Linked DNA regions of Anser cygnoides: region 1 is linked to region 2. Evidence: chromatin contacts called from public Hi-C data. All regions are on one chromosome and are shown on one strand. Each heading gives the region's core, a stretch centred on a gene start, on an enhancer-like site or on the middle of the called end of the contact. The rest is flanking DNA. Distances are from core to core; before and after follow the strand shown. Region 1 holds the start of KDSR (3-ketodihydrosphingosine reductase). Region 2 holds the start of ZCCHC2 (zinc finger CCHC-type containing 2).

What was found. Hi-C and Micro-C count contacts between places; a contact is called where the count stands out from the background.
Region 1: a contact with region 2 is called in a Hi-C map of liver, with 1.8 times the contacts expected there. The contact joins the promoter of KDSR here to the promoter of ZCCHC2 in region 2. A contact is called at or near these places in 2 of 7 Hi-C or Micro-C datasets (both in liver).

What each region holds. Positions count from the first base shown.
Region 1 is chr2:82,958,335-82,962,349 of Taihu_goose_T2T_genome, forward strand. It overlaps KDSR (3-ketodihydrosphingosine reductase), which reads right to left and starts at 1,634. Exons shown (of 10, transcript XM_013187418.3): 1 at 1,401-1,634. The coding sequence starts at 1,508.
Region 2 is chr2:82,581,770-82,585,929 of Taihu_goose_T2T_genome, forward strand. It overlaps ZCCHC2 (zinc finger CCHC-type containing 2), which reads left to right and starts at 1,814. Exons shown (of 13, transcript XM_066992532.1): 1 at 1,814-2,921. The coding sequence starts at 1,956. It overlaps LOC106039942 (a long non-coding RNA gene), which reads right to left and starts at 1,678. Exons shown (of 4, transcript XR_001209581.3): 1 at 1,104-1,678.

The DNA.
Region 1 (4,015 bases), core at 384-2,883, 380 kb after region 2:
AGAGTGAAAAAACGCTGATTTAAATTGAAAATTCAATAAGTAATTGGTATGAAATGCTGTCTGGAACAGTGTCCGAAGTTGTACGATGACCTTCGTTAAGAAATACAACAGATTTTCATAACAGTTTCAACAAGCTCCCAGAAAAAAAGAGTTTATAGATAGGCCTTCCTTTTTAAGCTGCAGAAAAAGAAATTTATTGAGTATATGTTGAAAAAGTGTATTTACTGTGAAGTGGTAATCATTTGTCCCCCGAGGAGGGCTTATCCAGCTAAATAAACAACTTACATCCTTCCTTTTGTTAAATATGTAAAATCAAACCTGTCTGAATCTCACTACATTACTTAACCAACTGAACTAAAAGCATATTGAAATAGCACAATGTTTTCCCAAGTAGTAATTTTGAAGACTGGGTTTAACTGAGGCCTGACAAAGATCACCAATCATTAAGCTTTGGTGTTATCTGAATTAAGTCATATGTTTACAAGAAATTATATATGCAGAGCACAAACAGATTTTGACATTTTTCTGTCAAAAGACATCAAAGAAATCCTTAAAGAGTGTGATGGTCCTAAATATTTTCAAGCTTTAATAACTTCGGAAGCAGAAAACTCACTGCCATTAGATGATGTGGGAATTCCCTTTACACACACAGTCAATGTGGAAAGCCTCCCTGAACAAAGCTTCTGATTTACAGTACCATTATACAATATTTTTCCTTACACAGTTAGCTAGAAAACTTGAAATCCAACATGCGCAAGTGTCCAGGGTTATTAAGAGCATCTACAAGTCTGAGTATCACAGAATCGTCTAGGCTGGAAGGGACCCCCAAGATCACCCAGTCCAACCTCTGACCTAACACGAACAAGTCCTCCACTAGCAATGAAGACTGAAACAGCTGCTCCACATCTCACTAGTTTGCAGGAATACTTTAAGAGCATAACTCAAGTCGAAGTAAAACAATAGCTCTGCCAGCAGCAATGCGGATGAAGCTGATTACCTGCAGATTCATATCGTGAGGCTGAAATACACCAACAGCCTTTTGCTCCATCAGTATTTTAATGCAATAAACTCCCTATTTGGACAAGAATTTTTATAAATTTTAACAAGACTCTCAGAAATGCCGTTTTCGAGGCTTCCCCTTGTGCCAAACCCAGCTTAAATTGCTAACGCAGCCAGCAGCCGTGGCTTGGGCGCGAGGTTTCCCTCGCAGGAATATTTTCATCGTTCTGAACGCGACCCAAGGCAAGGGGCTCAGTTGGAGAAGGAAGAAAAAAAAAAAAAAAAAAAACCGCGGCCCAACGGTCGAAACGGCCAGCAGCGGCGGTTAACGGCCGCCGGGGGGGGGATAAAAAGGAGGGAAGGGGGGACACCCACACCCACACAGACGACACCTCACTCACCACGACGTGGGCGCCGGGCAGCTTGAGGGGCTTGGGGCTGATGAGCGGCGACACCATGTAGAGGAGGAGGACGAAGGCCACGACGAAGGCGGCCGCCAGGAGCAGCATGGCTGGGGCCGGGCGCGAGGAGGAGGAGGACGGGGAGGAAGCGCAGCCCCTCAGGCCGACGGAGGGAGGGAGGGAGGGCGGCGGGTGCCCGCCTGCGCCGCGGCGCCGCGGGGCCGGGGAGGAGGAGGAGGAGGATGGGGGGGGGGGGGGGGGGAGAGCCCTGCCGCCGCTCCGCGCGCTGATTGGCTGGCCACGCGGGCTCCGGTCCTCGCGCTGCGATTGGTCGGCGGGCGTCCAGCGGAGCCCGCTGATTGGTCGGGGGGAGGGACGGCGCTCGGAGATTGGCGCCGCGGGCCGTTCGCAGGGTCACCGCGGGGAGGCAAAGGGCGGAGGGCGCCCCCCCTCCCCCCCCCCCACGACGGGCCTCTGGCCACGCCCCCTCGGTGTCACGTGGGCTTCCCGCCGAAAGGAGGGGGCGGGGTTGGGCGCGCGGAGCCGTGAGGGGAGGCCCGCGCGCGGCGCCTGGCGACCGTTAACGGCTAACGCTCGGAGGGGGATGCTGGGGGGAAATCGCCCGGTGTGGCGCTGCGAAGCGCTTAAGCCCTGACCTCCTCACTAGTCCAAATAAAATAACGCCATACGTATGTCTTAGATATTCATTCAGTATAATCATCCGCATTCAAAAGTTTTTCACCGTTTCTAACTGAAAAGAGCCCCCCTCAAATTATTTTATTTCACGAAACGCGGTGCAGGTTCTGTCTCTCACAAAACACTTTACGGGGTACGCAGAGTAAAGCTGCAGCCCCAGAGACGTAACGATCGGACAGGAAAACACTAGGCAAGAGGGTGTGCAGGAGGGTGTGAAAATAATACTGGAGACGAGATTAGAAGTAGCGAGTAGGCGGAAATGGGAACAGAGGTGTGGGCAGGGATTAGGCGGTTTTCAAGGTGAGGACAAAGGCTCTGGATTTGGTGCAGTAAAGGGGGGAGAAACCCAGAATTGGTTCTGAAATGGGGTTGACCTGGAATACGTCTTCGTCACAGTGCTGCAGAGGCATGAGGAAATGAGAGGAAGAAATCATGCCTAATAAGATGATAGCTGCCGCAATGACAACAACGGAAGGGAAAGAATTGATTAGTGGTCCATCTGAGAAAAGACAGTACATTAATTACATTGTTAGCAGAAGTCAAAGTAGGATCTAGACCAGAAAATGCAGCAAATACGTTCATTTCCTTCTTTACTTACAGGACAACCTGTGTGTGTTGTCTTCTGTATAATGTTAATTAAACACAAAAGAAGAGATTGATAAGGTAATAACTAGACGCTATTTATAGACATCCACTGCCGAACACGGTGAGACTTTAAAAGCCCAAATGTCAGCAGTATGGAGATAAAGCAAAGCAGGTGGAGATAAATCCATCTTTCACAATACAACACAATATCACTCTCTGTATCAATGTGAGGTGAGGGCATGGATGAAAGCAATCATCTCCAGTAAACTTCTAGTAAATGGAGATTAAACATATTCTTTCAAGGCCTTTAAAAGCCTTGAACACATGATATGGTCCTGATTAGTCACGGTTATGATCACATATTACTAAACACACTTGAAAAGCCCTTCTAGTTTAACATGGAATCCCCTCAGATTTTATGAAGAAGTCTGTACAGTTTTGTCCTTTTGTTCAAGGGGCCCTTTTACAACCTTGTGGTTGACAAACCAGGTAGTGTCTGCTCTTATTTTGTTCTGAGGAGAGTAAAGTGCCATGAATTTATGTCTGGGAAATGTATTCAAAGGTGAAGACCTTATGAACTGCATATAATCCAACAATGGATCTGCATAGCAGGAGGTTTGGGATTTCAAAGTATGACAACAGATACTGAATTTTCCCCTTCCTGAGTTATTTGGTTTGTGTTCATCTTGTATGACTTCATTTGCCAAGGAAATGCATTCCTGGCACAAGGGAATTGTTTACCATAAAACTGTTTTCTCAATGACTGTAGAACTGCAAATTGAACACTAACATAAATGTCAATGCTCGCCAGTCCAAACCTCAGTTGCACATAAAGCAATATTTAATTAATCTGACCTTCATAAATAGCATCAAAAAGTGTAATTTTAAAGCGTAAACTGTCCAATGTATGCATGTACCCTCGGGATGGGGAGGAAAAAAGAATGGATAAAACATGCTAATTGCTTTGCTAATTAATCTTTAGAAGAAACTTCAATACAACAGTGATGCATTTAGAGAAGGAAAGCAAATACAAGTAGATGAAAACACCCAACCTAGAGGAGCTGTTGCTGCTGTGCTTCCTCAGTTTGGTTGATTTAAATCTTTCAACGGACTTTTGCAGTAACAATATTGTGGGTTGAGGTAATTCAGTATGAACACAAGTGTGGCAACTCAAGAATCAAAATAGCCCTTTAAACATGGAAACAAATTTGTGAATTGGTAAATATTACAACGCAAATGGCTGATATCAGAAGCATCCTTCTGATCTTCTCAAAAGAAAAAAGCTCCCAAAACATACAAGGTACATGTAGAAGAAATAGAACATGTTTTAAGAT
Region 2 (4,160 bases), core at 564-3,063:
TTGCCTTCTCACACCAGTCCCTTTCCTGTTTTTTTTTTTTCTTGTTTTGTTTTGTTTTTCCTATATTGCAAATCTGTTTTCCTCAGGTATCATAATTTAAACCATTAGAAAACCAGAGATACAAAGGGGCTGAGTTAATCAGGTTCTTCAGCTTAGTTGTGAAACTTAGCATCAGCTTGGGAACTATCACATCGGGATGGACGTAGGCACATGCTCAAGTATTTTCTGGACTTGGGGAGTGTACTTTCAACCATTACCCTCATGCATGTGCAATTTTTCATACCTTTGTGGACTTATGAATGGTTCAGTGGACTTTCTCTTTCTCTCATTGCCTTCTTCCCTCCCACCAAAATTAAATTCATTTTCCCCCCTCCATGGTGTCATCTGTTTGGAACTATGTCACGTTTTATTCGAATCACATATTGTTAAAATATGAGAAATGTTATTTCTAACACCCATACAATTTTAATTCTGATCCTGCAAATTCTATTCAGATGAAACAGCCGTTCAAAGTAGAGGCCTCTGGTCATGTTTCAGTAAATCCATGATTTCAGCTTAGTATATCTGCTGTGATAGTCATGGCTGATTTTATTTGGAAACAAAACAAAACAGAAAACTCGTAATAATGAGACAAGAATTATTGCTTCATAATGGTAAGAAAATATTATCTTGGGATATTATGATAACTGTTCTATTAACTGTAAGTATTTGGAGTGATTCATCGGTCCAGCCAGGCCCTAACCAGTGAACAGCATAGGAAGATAAAATGGAAGAATAAAGGGGTTTATGAGACCTCTTACACCTACTCTTCACCTTCCTGGTTCTGGGACTGATGAAGAACTGCTAGCAATCTGGGAGAAAACAGTAGAACAACTTCCTGCTCCCTGCTACATTTCTGCTGTCACAAGCCTTGGAAGAGGCCGTGATGGCAGTGACCATGGTCTGTGAAGGTAATGAAAGAGTGGAGTTAGCTGAATCGGGTTCAAGTCTATTTGTGTTACTAGAAGAGGTCAAAGCAGCCATTAGGAAAGTATAAACCTAACATATACTACCTAAAAGTTTATTTTTTAATAGAATGTATGTATGTGAGTATATGTACTCACTGAATATATATAAGAAATCAGGATATGGTTTAGTCTGTAACCACCACTGAAGAGTACACTGAAGGTCTGTGTCAAATCTGAACGATGCATGCAAGATTATTACAATCTGCATGACATTTACTTGGTTGTTTAATAAATAGGCTCTTTCATGGCAGCACAATCAGCTCCCGGACAGACAGATAAGGGGGGGGTTAGCAGCGGCCCTTCGTACTTTGTTGCTGTAAGCTGTTTAGGGACGCTGCTTTGCATAATTCTAATTAGCGGGCCACATTTTGTTCTTCACCGTGATGGGACGGGTTTTGCGATTCTGTTTTCAGTTACGCCGTCTTTATGTAAACGTGCGGGAGCCGGAGCAAGAAGCAAGATTGCTCGGGCTGTTCAATCCGATAACTGCGGGCTCCCCGCAGGCCTGGGAACAGAGCAGGGCGGCGGCAGCGCCCTCACAGCGCCCACCCTTAGGGAACCCTTCCTCCTGGCGGCGCCCCCCTCAGCACGCCACACACCCCCCGCAGCGGCCCTAACGGCCCCAACGGCCGCCCCGCCCCGCGGTCGCGAGCGCGCTGACGTCGGCGGCGCCGATAGGGGCAGCGGCAGGAGGAGGAGGCGGCGGCCGGGGGGGCGCTGCGGGAGCCGCCGCCCCCTCCCTCCCTCCCTCCCTCCGGCCCCCCCCGTTTCCCGGCACGCACCGGAGCGTTGCCCCCGCGCGCGCCTCTCCCGCGCCGGCAGGGCCGCGGCGGCGATGAGCGGCGGCTCCGCCTGAGCGCCGCCGCCACCCCCCTTCGTCCCCTTCCCCTCCGCGCCCAGCCCCGCAGCCGGGCCCCGCGGGACGCTGGCGGCCGCCCCTCGCCGAGGATGCTGAAGATGAAGCTGCCCCTCAAGCAGACGAGCCACAAGGCGGCGGCGGCGGAAGAGGCGGCGGCCGCGGGGCTGGGGCTGAAGGAGCCCGGCGCGGCCCTGGACTGTCACCTCCAGCTGCAGCAGCTGCCCCGGCCGCCGGCCCGCGGGGGAGCCGCCGCGGGGAGGGGGTGCGGGCCGGACAGGCCGAGCCAGCTGCACGGCTTGGGAACCGGGACGGGGCCCGGGCCCGGCCCGCCGCCTCCCCCCGCCGCCGCCGCCGCCACGCCGAGCGCTGCCGGTGGCGGTGCCGGCGGTGGGCCCGGCGCGGCGGCGGCCCGCACCGACAAGGAGACGGTGTACGAGTGGTTCGGGCTGGTGCTGGGCTCGGCGCAGCGGCTGGAGTTCATGGTGGGGCTGCTGGACCTGTGCAACCCGCTGGAGCTGCGGTTCCTCGGCTCGTGCCTGGAGGACCTGGCCCGCAAGGACTACCACTGCCTCCGCGACTCGGAGGCCAAGGCCAACGGGCTGAGCGACCCCGGGCAGCTCGGCGACTTCCGCGACCCGGCCGTGCGCTCCAAGCTCATCGTCTACCTGGCCCTGCTGGGCTCCGAGAACCGCGAGGCCGCCGGCCGCCTGCACCGCCTGCTGCCCCAGGTGGACTCCATCCTGCAGAGCTGCCCGGCAAGGCGGCCCCCGGCGGGCGCTGCCGAGGAGGAGGCGGCCGAGGAGGAGGAGGACGACGACGACGACGTGGTGGTGGTGATGGACGGCGCCGGGGAGAACGGCCAGGCTCCCCTCCCCGCCGCCCAGGGCCTGGGCTTCGGCGCGCAGGAGGAGCTGCTGCTGCTCTTCACCATGGCCTCGCTGCACCCGGCCTTCTCCTTCCACCAGCGGGTCACCCTGAGGGAGCACCTGGAGCGCCTGCGGAGGGCCCTGTGCGGGGACCAGGACGAGGAGGGCTTCGGCCGCCCCCGAGCCCAGGTAACGGCGTGCCCCGCGCCCTGCCCTCCCGCTGGGCGCCCTCCCCTTTCTTCGCCCCCTCCCCGTGATTTTCTAGGAGCCGAGGCGAAGCCCCCCCACCCCCGTGGGATGGGCAGAGGGCACCCAGAGAGCCCTGCCCCCCTTCTCTGTAGGGCCTGCTGCGAATGTGGGGCTGTGACGTAATACTGCCCGGTATGACGTAGTGGGGGGGGGGGGGGGTGCTTTTTCTGGCCAGCCATGCTTTCTGGTGCGCTGCCTTTAGAGCCCCCGTGTTGCTAGAGCGTAGGATGCAGAGTGCCCGTAAAGCTCGAGCGGCTGCCTCGTACGCTGCAGGCCGCTGAAGAAGTTGCACGATGCAGAAGTGCAAGCGGCAGCTTGGCTAAACTCGTAAAAATAATCATAACGCCAGATCGAAACCATACGGCCTGAGAGAGCTTGCTGCAGGGGCTCCAAACAATAGAAGGTGTTGGGGCAATTTTCACGTGGAAGCTGCTCTCTCCCCCCAAAAATGAGACTTGGCAAGGATCAGGGCTGTAGTTAAGGGTCAGCGGCCGCGAGGCTGGTTCTCAAAAGCCGCGTTCCGTGAGGTGGTTGAAGGCCTTTGGGAAGGGGTGGTAATCGTTTTACTAAACGAGCAAATTAAAATGTCACAACTGCAACTTCTGTTCAGAGAAAAGCTTAATTTCTGGGTGGCTGTCAGGAAGCAGCAGAGCACATCTTGAAAGCAGATGTGCCACTTGTTGCTGGAAGGTGGCTGTCACAGAGCGAGGACTCTCCATGAGTGGCACTGAAGCATTCTCATATGCAGCAGCAATATCTAAACGTGGGTTTTTCCCCCCTGGCCACCCATTGCTGCCCTTTTGGTGAATGTTTGCTTTAAAAAAAATCCGCCCCATATTTATGCAACCAAGTCATCGTCTTGGAGCTCTGCAGTTTTTGGTCTATAGATGGCCTCTCGTGCAAAGAGGAAGAAAGGGCTGGAAGATAGGTACTTACAATGCAGATAGGCTGTTAAAACCAACACATTCGTCAGGGGCTTAACAGAAAAAGGTACAAACATTTTTTTTTTAAATTTACTTTTGATGCTGTCCAGTTCATCCACTCACAGAAAACTGCTGTGATTCTAAAGGAATGGCCCTTGATCTGCTTGGTAAAGACAGGATGTGCTTTTGAGGACTACTGAAAGGAGACAGGGATTTTTAAGACTTCAAATATGCTAAGTACACGCTTGTACCATTT